2 separate regions of the Mus musculus genome follow, and region 2 is linked to region 1. A link is a contact called in public HiChIP or PLAC-seq data. All regions are on one chromosome and are shown on one strand. Each heading gives the region's core, a stretch centred on a gene start, on an enhancer-like site or on the middle of the called end of the contact. The rest is flanking DNA. Distances are from core to core; before and after follow the strand shown.

What was found. HiChIP or PLAC-seq counts read pairs in DNA pulled down with a chosen protein or histone mark.
Region 2: a contact with region 1 is called in an H3K27ac HiChIP or PLAC-seq map of microglia, with 3 times the contacts expected there. The contact joins the enhancer-like site here to the promoter of Prkcd in region 1. A contact is called at or near these places in 9 of 39 promoter capture datasets (cranial neural crest, embryonic stem cells, fetal liver and 2 more), 2 of 484 Hi-C or Micro-C datasets (the MC38 cell line and nephron progenitors), 7 of 115 datasets of contacts at active chromatin or transcription factors (the HPC-7 cell line, the SCID.adh cell line, bone marrow-derived dendritic cells and 3 more) and 3 of 9 other capture datasets (adipose tissue, macrophages and pancreatic islet).

What each region holds. Positions count from the first base shown.
Region 1 is chr14:30,622,611-30,628,903 of GRCm38.p6, reverse strand. It overlaps Prkcd (protein kinase C, delta), which reads left to right and starts at 2,696. Exons shown (of 18, transcript NM_011103.3): 1 at 2,696-2,924.
Region 2 is chr14:30,692,517-30,698,809 of GRCm38.p6, reverse strand. No RefSeq gene overlaps it. Among named protein-coding and RNA genes, the nearest start is that of Sfmbt1, 20 kb to the left of the region's middle. Within about 2 kb of position 3,004, at least 94 of the 459 cell types and tissues checked have an H3K27ac peak or open chromatin away from gene starts, as enhancers often do. A contact at or near this core is called in the HPC-7 cell line, adipose tissue, bone marrow-derived macrophages and 3 more, where this site is marked.

The DNA.
Region 1 (6,293 bases), core at 1,447-3,946:
CCTACCCAGTGCTGTACCCAGCTCCATAATGAGTGGTCCTAACCAACCTGGGCCTGAAGTCCCTGACCTCTACCCAAGCCTGTCTTCTCTGAGTTCCTTGGGCCAGGCCAGTCTCTGGAGAGAAGCCCACCACGCACTGCTCTTGTGCCTTTGCCAGAACATGGCCATCTTAGCTACTCTACATTTCCTTATATCACAGTTCCCCTTGCTAGTCACCAAAGTTGGGTTTGAAGATCATATGCAGGACACATATCTAGCACCTAAGACAAGGCCCAGTACTGGGTAGACCCCATCCCCAACCACCCAGTCTTCTTCATCTCCTTTTCCCAAGGCAGAAGGCAGCATGTGGGAAGAAAGGTTTAGTGGCTGAATCTAGAGCTCCCCAATGGCTGGCTCTCCCGCTGTGGTCCCTGGCACAGGGTAGGTCCTTTGTTGATGTTGAGGGAGAGGCTAGGTTGGCTGCTGCGGATCTGGAGGAGGAGCCAGATAGGGTGAAACCCAACTCCAGGTGGGCAAAGGTCACTTGAGCTCACCCCCGCACACCCTTTCCTTCAGCTCAAGAGTTTAGCTTTCCCAAGTAAGCTAAAGAATAGGGTCCCGGGGGCTGGTGAGATGGTTCAGCTGTTAAGAGTGCCGACTGCTCTTCCTAAGGTCCTGAGTTCAAATCCCAGCAACCACATGGTGGCTGACAACCATCTGTAATAAGATCTGACGCCCTCTTCTGGAGTGTCTGAAGACAGCTACAGTGTACTTACATATAATAAATAAATAAATATTAAAAAAAAAAAAAAAAGAATAGGGTCCCAAGCCAGGCGTGGTGGTGCACACCTTTAATCCCAGCATTCGGGAGGCAGAGGCAGGCAGATTTCTGAGTTTGAGGCCAGCCTGATCTACAGAGTGGGTTCCAGGACAGCCAGGGCTACACAGAGAAACCCTGTCTCAAAAAAACAAAACAAAACAACAACAACAAAAAGAATAGGGTCCCTTAGCTGATGGAAAGGGCATAGATGGGAAGAGCATCAGGGAGTCACAGATGGGAAGAGACACAGCAGAGACAGGTAGAGGAATGTTAATAGGAAATGACCCAGGAAACAGCATGCTTACAAGCCTGATGTGAGGCAGAAGGTTCCAGAAGGAATCCAATTTGCCCAGTCAACTTTGTGGGAAGAATCCACTGTCATGGGGTGGGGACAGTTATCAGGACTGGGGACTTAAATACTAATTTTCAAACTGGGTCCTCTTTCTTTCAGGGTAGAGGGAAGCAGCAGCCTTCCTCTTTCTACAGAAGGGACGAGTCATTGTGGTTTCCTCTCTCTAGCTCAATCCCCAATGTACATTTAAAATAAGGTTTGGAGCCCCACATCTCTGCCAGGGTCCCCCATCCCTGGAAGTTTCAAGCCTCCACGGGTGGGGCAGCACTTCTCTTTTTATTTTTTTTATTTTTTTATTTATTATATGTAAGTACACTGTAGCTGTCCTCAGACACTCCAGAAGAGGGAGTCAGATCTCGTTAAGGATGGTTGTGAGCCACCATGTGGTTGCTGGGATTTGAACTCCTGACCTTCGGAAGAGCAGTCGGGTGCTCTTACCCACTGAGCCATCTCACCAGCCCCTGCAGCAGCACTTCTCTTGATCTCAGTCGGCAAAGAGCTGTCTAGACTTCTATTCCTTCTAGGTAGTTTTCCAGAAGGAACTTAGGTATCTTGGGCTATTAGAACCCTCTTGTATCCTCCCAGGAAGAGTTCTCGTTTGTTTGGTTTTGTTGAGACAAGGTCTCTCATGAACAGGCTGGCGTCCACACTCTATTCTCCTGCTTTCTCCCCCTGAGCACTGGAGTATTATTCTGAGCCTCCATCTGTGGTTTACTCTGTGGTGGGGGTCAAACACAGCGCTCTCTGCGTGCTAGAAAAAACGATCATCTGCCCAGCCCAGGAAGTCATTTCTTTGGGTAAGTATAATGTAACAGCTTAGTGTTCTGGGCTTTGGGGACAGAAAAATGGAGTCCCTGGCTCCCATTTGGTGCTCAGACTTTGGGCCCAGGGGACCCTTAATGAGTGAATGAGTTACAGCTGACAATCAAATCCCTCTTATGAGCTTGACTGAGCAAGGGGAGCTCTGAACCGTGGGCTCAGGAAAGACAGTGAGATGGGGGCAGAGGCAATTCCCACAATTGTCTGAGGAGCAGTGCTGAGACAAACTGGCTAGAACCTCTCGCCCTGGAGACCTCCCAGCTCCTTCTCTCGGGCAGGACTGGAACCGGCAGGCCTGGCGGCGTGGCTCTGCTCAAGCCAGCAGGAAGAGGAATGAGGCCAGGCAAGGCGGGCCAGCTGGCCAGTGGGGAGTCCCGGGTGTGGGCGCAAGTAGTTGGGGAAGCCCCGTCGGTGCCTCCTGGGCTCCATTGTGTGTGCAGTGCTCAACCCCACCCCCCAACTTGGCCTCGGAGTCCTCCTCTATAAATTAGTCCCCTGAGATGGGATGGCCTGCGTGCCACTGGCAGGCGAGGCGCCACAAGAGCCAGAGACGGCTAACAGATCTGGGGACCCAAGGACTTGCAACTCAAAGAGGCTGAGACGCGCTGGACCCCCAGCTCACGTGGGCGGAGCTTCGAAGGGGCGGGCGCCCGTGGGGCGGGTCCTGAGTGGGGGCGGGACCGGGGCCGGCACCTGGGTGAGGTCGCGCAGCCCCTCCCCTTTGCACTTCCGTGTGCCGCGGCGCCAGAGCAGGAGGCGGCGGCCGCGGGGATCCCGCGAGCGGCCCGTGGACATCTACCCTTCGAGCCGGGACCCGGGAGGTCCCCACTGGCCTCCGGACCCGTCCGGATCAGACTTGTGCCTACCTCCCCGTCCACGCGCATCCGGGAGAGCCGCGCCACGAGACGGACCCCGGCTCGCCGGGACCCCTGGCGCCTGGCCCTGCGTCGGGAGGTGAGTGAGAGCTGGGCCCGGGCGCGGGGTCCGAGTTAACTCGAGGGCGCAGCGGCCTTTCTCCCCCTTTTCCTCGCCCGTAGTCTCCATTCCCCGCTTTCTTCTCTGGCTCCTGGTTCTGAAACTGAGAAACTGAGCCAGGAGCAGCCAAAGTCCCGCCGAGCACGGAGACCCGCCGGTGCCTCCATACCCTGGTCGGTCTGACCCTCTCTTCGACGGCTGGAGCCCAGGCCCGACTACTCCCAGCATCTTTAACCCCCTACTCCACCCCTGTGTGTCTTTATCCCCGCCGAGGGACCGTCCGATCTTCTCAAATCTCTCAGGGGACTCTGCACATTCGTCGGTCCCCACCCCCTCTTGCCTGGTCCTCTGCTCCCAGGCCAGGTCTGTTTGCCCCTCGCCGTCCGTGTACTCCGTCTCCCCACCCCCACCAGATCCGCCGTCCCCTCGACCCAGTCCTCCCAGAGCCGCACCCCCAGCCCACGCTCGCCTGCCCCTGCCAGTCCAGTCTCCGGTCCTTTTCACCACCGGGCGGAGGGCGGGCCGCCTGTCTCCCTAGCCTCCAGTGCTTGGGTCCCAGGCGGGCGGACTCTCACGGCGCCGCCTCCTTGCCCTATCTCTTCTTTCAGTCTCGGTGTCTTTCTTGGCTTTCCATCTGTCTCTGAGCTGGGCGTGGCTCCAGCCTCCACCATTCCCCTGTCCTCTCTGATCCCCCGTGTCCCTTCTCCGGGTGGTCTCTGCCTGGTGCTGTCAGTCTCTGTCCCACTGGAGAGACGCCACCCCCTCTGGGGGCCCAGTAAGGTGATGAGGACAGCAGTGACGGGAGTGCTCTGCCCTGCCGGCTGGCAGTGGAGAGGGAGCACCATCACAACTGCTCCCACTTCCCCAACTCTCTTATACAGGGGAGGGGAGAGAAGGGAGCCTCACTCAGCACCCCACTCAAACCTGGAGGACTTAGACTGAGTGGGGGAGATCCCTTTTTCCTTTGGCCGCTACCCTGGGCCCTCGGAGGAGTCTGGCTTCTGTTGCTGTAGTATCTGTGTCTGGACTTGTGAGTATAGTGTGTATCTTGTCTCTTTGTGTATTATTTGTCATAGTGGGACTTCCCCTGTGAATGTGTCCTTTTTCACGTGTGACTTGCATATACTTCATGGCTGTCTGTGTGTTCTGAGGCTTGGTGTGTGCCCCGTGCAACTTGGTAATCATGCCTTGTATGTAGAGGCTTCCCCTGTATATTTTGTGCCTTGGCTTGCTCATGTCTCTGTGTCCCTGTGTGTTCCAAAGGTCTGTGCATTATATCACAACAACCCTCTGGCCAGAGTACATTCATTCCTTTAATTGTGGGAGCCCACGCTATCGGTGTGCCGACCCCCTAGGCTTGTGTGTAAGCGTGCCTCTAATCATATTCGGTTCTTCTTCCTCTGCTACTGATCCTCTATGACCAAGCTGATCAGGGACAGAGGAGGGGACTGGGTTTCCTCGTTCCTGCTATGGATTAGATTGGGGTGTGGTGAACAGGCCAGCAGAGGGCGGCTGCTCTGTGTGTGTGTGTGTGTGTGTGTGTGTGTGTGTGTTTTGTTTCTCAGTGACAGTATCTTTGTACGATACTGTAAAGGCTCAGGTATATGACAGGACTGTGTGGAAGGTGACACTGCCATATGGAACTCCAGTAGCAAAGGGTGACTGGTAGGAGACTCACAGTCTGACTGTATGAAACTGCGGGTGTGTATTGAGGAGTGATGGGGCTTGTGGGTAACAGAGAGGTTGAGTGTGGGTAATAGCAACAGGAGGGGTGTGCTAGGAGGTGAGGGAAGGTGAGTGTCCGGCTGCCCATGAGTTTATGGGAGCAGGAAGCACTGTGTGTGTGCTTGGCGTGCACAAGCCCAGCCCTGGCTCCTGGAGAGATGAAGAGAGCTAGGGACAAGTCCTGGGGTTATAATGGTATGATTGAGACCTCAGGGTCTGGACCAAAAAGCAATGGAGTCAAATACTTACTATGCCCTTTAAGAGCAGGAGTCCCAAGCCCAGCCTCGCCACTATGTTGAGCTTCTTTTGTGGGATGGAGAAAGTGAGGGCTCAGAGGTCGATGGCTCTTCAGCAGTCTTGGCCACACTGCGAGTGGTGTGCAAGTGAAGGCTTACGTGGGGCTGTCCCTGGCTGTGTGTCCCCTTCTGGAATCTGGGATGAATGGGAACCCAGAGAGTTCCCAACCATATTTCCCACACGTGGCGTGTAGGTTGCCTCCTTTGTCTCCCTGACTAGGCTGCTTACGAGGAGGGCTTCTTCACAGTGTCAGGACCTGCCTCTGCTCAGCCCCACCCAAGCGGCCCCCAGTCTCTGTAGCTCCGATGGGGACTGTAAGGGTGACTCAGAACTGTGACTGCTGCTGGGCCCTCACACCGTTTATCTGGCAACAGCTAATTGGAGTTTACATTTAAACTAGAAATAATTTGAAGAACTGATGGAAAGATAAAGCTGGAGGGAGGCTGCTGCTTCCTTCAGAAAGTAGCGATGGAGTCTCTGGCTGGGAGAACTTGCAGAGGGAATGCCAGGAAACCTAGGCCAGCACACTATGCTTTTGCCATTCCTCCTGTTCAGGCTATCTCTGAACCTCAGTTTTCTCAGCTGTATAATGGTGCAATAGTAGTGTGAGAATCACCTGAGACTACAAAACAAGGACTAAGATGGGTCACTATCTGTTACTCTCTCATCTCTCTGGCTTTTTTGGTGGTACTGAAGATCAAACCCAAGGCCTTTCTTGGAAGTACTGCTAAACTACATCTTAAACTTTTTTTTTTTGAGACAAAGTCTCATTAAGTTGCCAAGGCTGTCCTCGAACTTTCCATGTAGCCCAGGCTAGCCTTGAACTTTTGTTTTTTATGCCTCAGGCTTCTGAGCAGCTAGGCTTACAGGTGTGTTCCACCATGCCTGGCCATCGCTTTCTTCATTGTGACTCTAGCACAGGAGCTGGCAGGACACGTCTTAAAACCTCAGAGCCGCCTTGGCAGTGGAGCGGTAACATTTTCCTCAACGTAAAAAAGAGGCTCGGAGCCGGGCTGAGTGGCACATGCCTTTAATCCCAGCGCCCAGGAGGCAGAGGAAGGGGATCTCACAGCCAAGGAGACACACAGAGACCCAGTCTCAAAAAAAGTCTTACCTGGTTTACATAGTGAATTTGAAGCCAGCTCAAAGGAATTCTCTGAGGGCCTCCTTGACAGAAGGGTCAGACCAAGTATTCTTCACACACACACACACACACACACACACACACACACACCGTGTTCCATGGTCTTCTTACCATGCTAGAAATGTTAGTCTAAGGGCAAGGACACGGTGTTCTAGACCCTAACATCGAAGGGACACATAGCT
Region 2 (6,293 bases), core at 1,755-4,254, 70 kb before region 1:
AGCCTCCTAGAAGATGGGAGTCATTGCAGGACAGTGGATGCAGATGAGGACCAAACAGCCCTTTTCTCAGCCTGACATTTACGGCTTTTTGAACTCAGCCTACCAGATTCCTCTCCCCAAATCTGGACAGTCTCATTTCTTTTGTTCCCACTCCTTACTACCCAAGTCAACCATTCATACCTCCATGTTTTAGGTGTCCTTGGGAGTCCCTTCTTGAGTACCCCCTAGGGACCACGGAGATGGACATGCCAGACTTGGCTGGCTGGGAGCCCTCAGAGGCTTGCTGAGTGGCTAGGCCCTTGTTCTAAGGGCCCAAGAGCACAGATTGGTCAGAAGAGAACAGAGATATAAGGAGTGAGGCTGGGGAACAGAGAAGGCTTAACTACTTCCCCACTTGAGCAGCCCTCTCCTCCTCTGCCTACTGCTATCTAGGCCAAGGCAATCAATCCCCAGCTGGCCCTTTCGTGCTTGGTGGAAAGGAAGGGGCCAGGTAATCAGGCTACGTGCTTGGAAATGGAGGCCTCAGCTGCTGGCACTCCAGGTGAGGCTGTAGGTTCTCTGATCCTTCAGACTAGGCTCGGGTGATGAGCCAAGTGGTGCCCATATACCAGGCAACAGGTGGAAGCTGAACACTAGAATCAAAAGGCTCCAAATGTGAGCTCTCTGGGGCGGGGCTAGCCCTCAGGAGAAGGGTACAGCCTGAGACATCTAGTCGTTAAGGATGGCAAGTATTCCCTGAATAAAGGGTTGCCTTTGGAACGCGGTATACCTGGGCAATCTGGGCCCTTCGTCTCAGAGCGAAGGGCAGAGGCAGCCTGGCTTATTTGTTCTACACCGACAGCTCAGACACCCTGAGCTGTGGTAGTGGGAAGAATGCTTTCTATTCTTCGCAACAATCTCTAACAAGGAGATAGAGGCTTGGCTCTGCACACCCCACCCCCCTTAGAGACCAACCTGGTCCTGGGCAATTTGGTGTTGCCATGACAACCACACACTTCTTAGCCTTACTTAGCCGACTGAATTCGAGTTACAGATTAAATCCTGGTGAGTTGTCTTCAGACACACGAAAAAAATCTGTGTGTCCCCCCATGTCATCCATGCCTCTGATACATGCCCCCTGTCTCTTGCTGTCTGAGGCAAGGAAGATGCATCTGTATACTCTCTCTCCCTATGCTCCTAGGGTAGACATAAACGCAAAGCTCACTTGCGATATGGCCGCGGAAACACGTGCTTGGCAGTACTGTACACGGTGGCTAAGCTAAGTAGGCCTTGTAACTGAATGATGGTCCTTAGATCTCTCTGTTTAGGATGTGCCCTTAAGGACTTGGTTCACCAAGTCTGGGACTTGCCTATGTGTGAACTAGCACTCTTGTATGACTGGGACCTTGGACCTAGGGCTTCTAGCCTGAACCTTTATATGTTCCCCCAAATTAACTTCAGCCTCCTTTGACTGGGTATAGAGAAGAATCGCCCACGTTGGCAATGGGCTTAGCCCTGCTGGATAGGTAACAAAGAGCAGCCCTGTCTGCAACAAGCGTGGTGCAGGTGACCCTAGAGAGATGCCTCAGCCTGGCAGTCAGGTAGGGATAGTTTATCCTGGCAGTCAGGTAGGGATAGTTTAGCATGTTAACATAAAGCAGCTAGGTGGTGGTTTTAGAAAAGCACAGATCTTCCTGTCAAGCCAAACTGAAGGTCTGGCTTGCTCTCAGTCTGAGATAGAAAATAGGTTTGGAGGGATTCACCACAACTAGTCCCTTAGGATGGACACGAAACCTGCCCCTGACCTCTACCGTGAAGGTCAGAAGCCCCTGCTCTGTGTTGTAGGGATTACATGTGAAACGTCCTATTCATGAGGCTACGGCATCCCTTGGTCAGAGGCAGCCCATGACCATAACTGTATCTCTTAGTTAGCTCTACACTTCTGCTCCATCTTTCTACTCTTCGGAGCCTTAGCTTCCCAGTAATCCCAGCATTCAGAAAACAAAGACAGGGGGTCCCCAGGGAAAACTGGCTGGCTAGAGTAACTGAACTGAGTCTGTGAGCTCCAGGCTCAGTGAGAGACCTCAGTAAAGAGGGCAATGGAGGGAAGATGCCTCAGCTCAACTGGCCTCTGCATATCCATATACACACACCTACACAAACACATCCATATACATGTGAACACACACATGGGCATGTATACATACCATAGGCACAGGTAATAACGCAATACACAATATCAAGAGATAACATCACTTATCATCAAAAAGCACAGCACGTAGACACATTCAGACTCCATGGTGAGCACTACACTGATCTAGCACTCCTACTTGAATGTGGCTGTGTCCAGGCTCTGGTCTTGAAGTACACAGGCCCACTAGCTCTCAACTCCCCATCCCACCACTGAGGGACTGCTCAACTCTGACTCCCCTGGGCTTCTATGATTTTTTTTTTTTGTTTTTGTTGTTGTTGTTCTGAGATAGTATCTCATTCCGTAGCCCAGGCTATAAACAAACTTCCTGTTCATCTTCCCAAGTGTTGGGATTAGAAGTGTGTGCTACGCTCTTGTCTTCTTGCTCCTGCTCTGTCTTTTTGTCCCTTATCCCCTCTCTCCCCAACTTCCTCCCCCACCTCTCCCTCCATATGCTCATGGCCAGCCTCCTCTCTCTCTCTTTCTCTCTCTCTCTCTTTCTCTGCCTCTACTACCCCTTTACCTCCCATCCTCATGCCCTGAATAAACTGTATTCTATTCTATACTATAAAAAAAAAGAAGTGTATGCTATCTATATACCTGGTTTCATAATGTGAAAAACACACACACACACACACACAGAGAGAGAGAGAGAGAGAGAGAGAGAGAGAGAGAGAGATCCCTGATGGGTGCTTGAAAATATAGACATGAACATAAGCTAATTTCCCACTGATGATGTAGAAGAAATAAGATAACAGGACACCCTCTGGTGGCCTTCCATCCAGTGCCAGGCCTTCCATTACTCGGTCTGTTGCAAGGATTGCCAAGAGGAAGCAGAGGCAAGAATAACCCGTGGACTTGGGCACTGTGCCCATGAGCCCTGCTGGCAGCCAGAACCACACGATTTCACTCAGTTACAAAAGAAACAAATGTACGCAGCTCTGTCCTTCAATTGCCCCCCATGGTCTGACATCTGCACACCTGCAGAACATGTTCTTGTCATTACAGACATGCCTCTTAGGGACATCAGAGGCCACATGGGGAAGAGAGTAATCTTCAGCTCTAATTTGAGAACATAAAGATGTACCATGCTAGTCTGTCTTTTTCTGAAATTATGTCAACACGCTAGGGAAACAAGAAAGACTATGTGAGGAACATCTCTATTCTGTCCAAGTATGTACAGAGGAAAACACTGCTGTTTGTCTTCTGGCGACAATGGCTTATTCTCTGGAGTCTTTGTGATTTCTCCCATGGAACCCAAGGCAGGCTCTGTCTGGAGGAGTGGGGCAGACAATGTTGTGGGGCTAGACCTTTACCCATGAAGTCTGAAGTTCCGGGATTGCCAGCTTCTCTTTGTGAGCTGATGCCTAACTCTCCCAAGAACTGAAAGCCCTTCTGAGAGGGGCCTCTGGCAACCTTGTTCACTCTATCACCATTCACGATACCCTTTTTCTCCTGAGGCAGGGTCTCTGTAGCCTAGGCTGGCCTCCTTCTGTCACGCTTCCTGAGTGCTGGGATTGGAGGCTCAGCTCATCACACCTACTATGTCATGATTTTCAAAGAAGGTTCCTAAGAGTGAGGAGTGTGTGAGACAGGGTGAAGTCTGGTCTCCCCCAGACTTCCCTTTTTCTCACTCAGCAGGCCTGCAGGAAGCCACACTAGATCCACACACTGGAAAGAGTGCCAGGATCTCCCAGACAGGAACTAGAAACATGCCTTCATTTGTCGCCTCCCAATGTGAGTAAAGCAGTCATGTCTTAGTTAGTCAGTGTTCACTGATGGGCACTGATGGAGAACCCAACTTCATTCCACAGCCCAGGCCTTGTGACAGATGACAGAGGTGTGGATAAGATTCAGAGTAGGAGGCTGGTGGGAAGGAAGGCCTGGGGCTGTGACATTTTCACCTTCTGTCCCCAGTGACCCAGGGAAGACAGGTGACTTCTACCTAAGGCATTTGCCAAGCCAGAGAGACATTATTGTAAGCCATTCCAATCATGATGGCTACTCTTACGGCCCAGACTACTCTTACGGCCATTTCCATCAAGATGCAGGCAGCAAGCTCCACCCTACAGGCTGTCTATGATTAGGCCACCAATCTCTGAGCTTGCCCCAAGATCAGGTCACAAAATCTTACCACCACTCCTAGGCCACCCTGGAAAGTCACTCGCCCTTAAGAAGCACCTATATAAAGCCTGCTCAGGCTTCTGCTTCGGGTCCAGCGACTTCTCAGCTGAGCAGAGGTGGCCACCCTCTTGTGATGTTCCCAATAAATCTCTTCTGTGAGGTCTGTTGTGCAGAGTGACTTTCCCTGCCTGCCAGGATACATTTCCCTTCAGAGCTGTAACACTTGCATTGGGGGAAACCTTTGACCTCAGAGCTGTTCCACAATTGTGACAGTAGCAACAACTCCTTAACTTAAGGGCACTTTTTACTGCAGAAAAGGACAGAATGTAACACATGATGATGGAAAAGATTCCTTCTGCAGGGAAGCTGTTCTATTACAGGACCCCACTGAGCGCCAGGAGCTGGAAGGCAACCCTAGATGAACCATGCTATTCTACAGAGCCTCTAACTAAAAACAGGTAGGCTAGGGCTCACCTGATGCCAGGGTGTCCCATCCTGACTCACTTGTGATGTATAACCTACAGCAGTTGCCTTACAAGGGGCCAGCTCCATTTCTCCTTCAGAGGTTCGTGCTTGACCGCACAGATGGAAGATGTGATGGCAGGCTGGAGGCAAAGTGTTGAAAGTGATGGTCTCAGCAATGGAGAAACATAGCCACTTCCTGGAAAGCAGTGCCTTGGCTCTGGGCCCTCCTCTTTCTTTCAGTTGCCTACCAGCCTGCTCCCTGCTGTCACTGTCTGGGCCCCAATAGAGATGAGAAGTGTCCCATTGTGCACCTAGGAGGAGCTGCAAGTCCGGCCTCTGCCAATCTCAGAATGAGGTGGTCTCCTCAACTCCTTAGGCCATGGCTGTATTCACCTGGGCTTTAGAGAACCCAGACTGCACAGTTGAAAACTGCATGGCCTGGTCCAAAATGTCAACAGCTGAGAAGGCAGGGGTTGGTAATGAGAAAATGCAGGGCTGTAGAAAGAAGGAGGCAGGGTGTGGGAAGGAGTCCTGAGCTGCCATCCTTCTGCCAGTCCATCTTTTAATAAAATGTTATAGTAGCTTTTGGTGGACAGCGTGCGGAAAGGTGAACAGAGAAAGGAGCCTGTGGTCTGGCTGTAGAGCCTCCTCCCCACCCCGGAGTGAGAATCTCCTGGTCTTGATCCCATAGACTCAGAAGTCACAGACTGCCGCTGCCAGGAGCAGACAACAGATACTGTGGGGGTGGGCGTGGCTGGTCCTGGCCTGCTAGGAAGGAGGATGACACACTGGACTCATCTTGCCAGCATCATAGTTAGGTGAGCTTGCTGAAAAGCTCAGACTTGAGCCCCCAAACGGATTCTGAAGGTGTAGCATAGATCCAGGAACCTCCACTTCTGAAAACCCAGAGACTCTGAGGAAGGCAGCCTAAGGACCATGCTCTAGGTTTGGGATTAAGAGGGCACGTGGTGACAGGGTTCTAGGGAAGAGATGGGGGTAGCCAGTAGAGAAAGGGGCTCATGAGCTCTGATGGCCCATTCCTATATGCTCATAAGACAGCAAGAAGACATGCGGAGGAAAGCTGCTTCCTGTGTGCTCTCCCCGATACTCCAAGGAACTACTCACTTCTGAGCTAGCTTGGCCCAGGCTTACATAAATACAATTGAAACTATACTTTTTAGAGGGCTTCTAGTCATCCAGGATACCTTTCATTTAAATACTGTCCCTGAAGACATGCGGAGAAGCCTCTGAGTAGATAAAAACACACCCAGGTAGCCTGAACACTGGCTCTATGCCCTATCCCAGTTATTCAGGAGACAGGGGGGTCACAAGTTCAAGGCCAAGCAAAGCAACTTAACAAGATCTTGTCTCAAAATAAAACTCTTACAGAGGGCTGGCGGCGTAGCTCAGTGTCACAGCACTGGCATAGTCCCCAGTACCCCAGAAGAACAAAGCACATGTCAAGGTCACTGGCCCAGTCTTACTATACTGCTGACTCTTGACGTCCGGGCCTCTCTGTATTAACTCCTAGCAA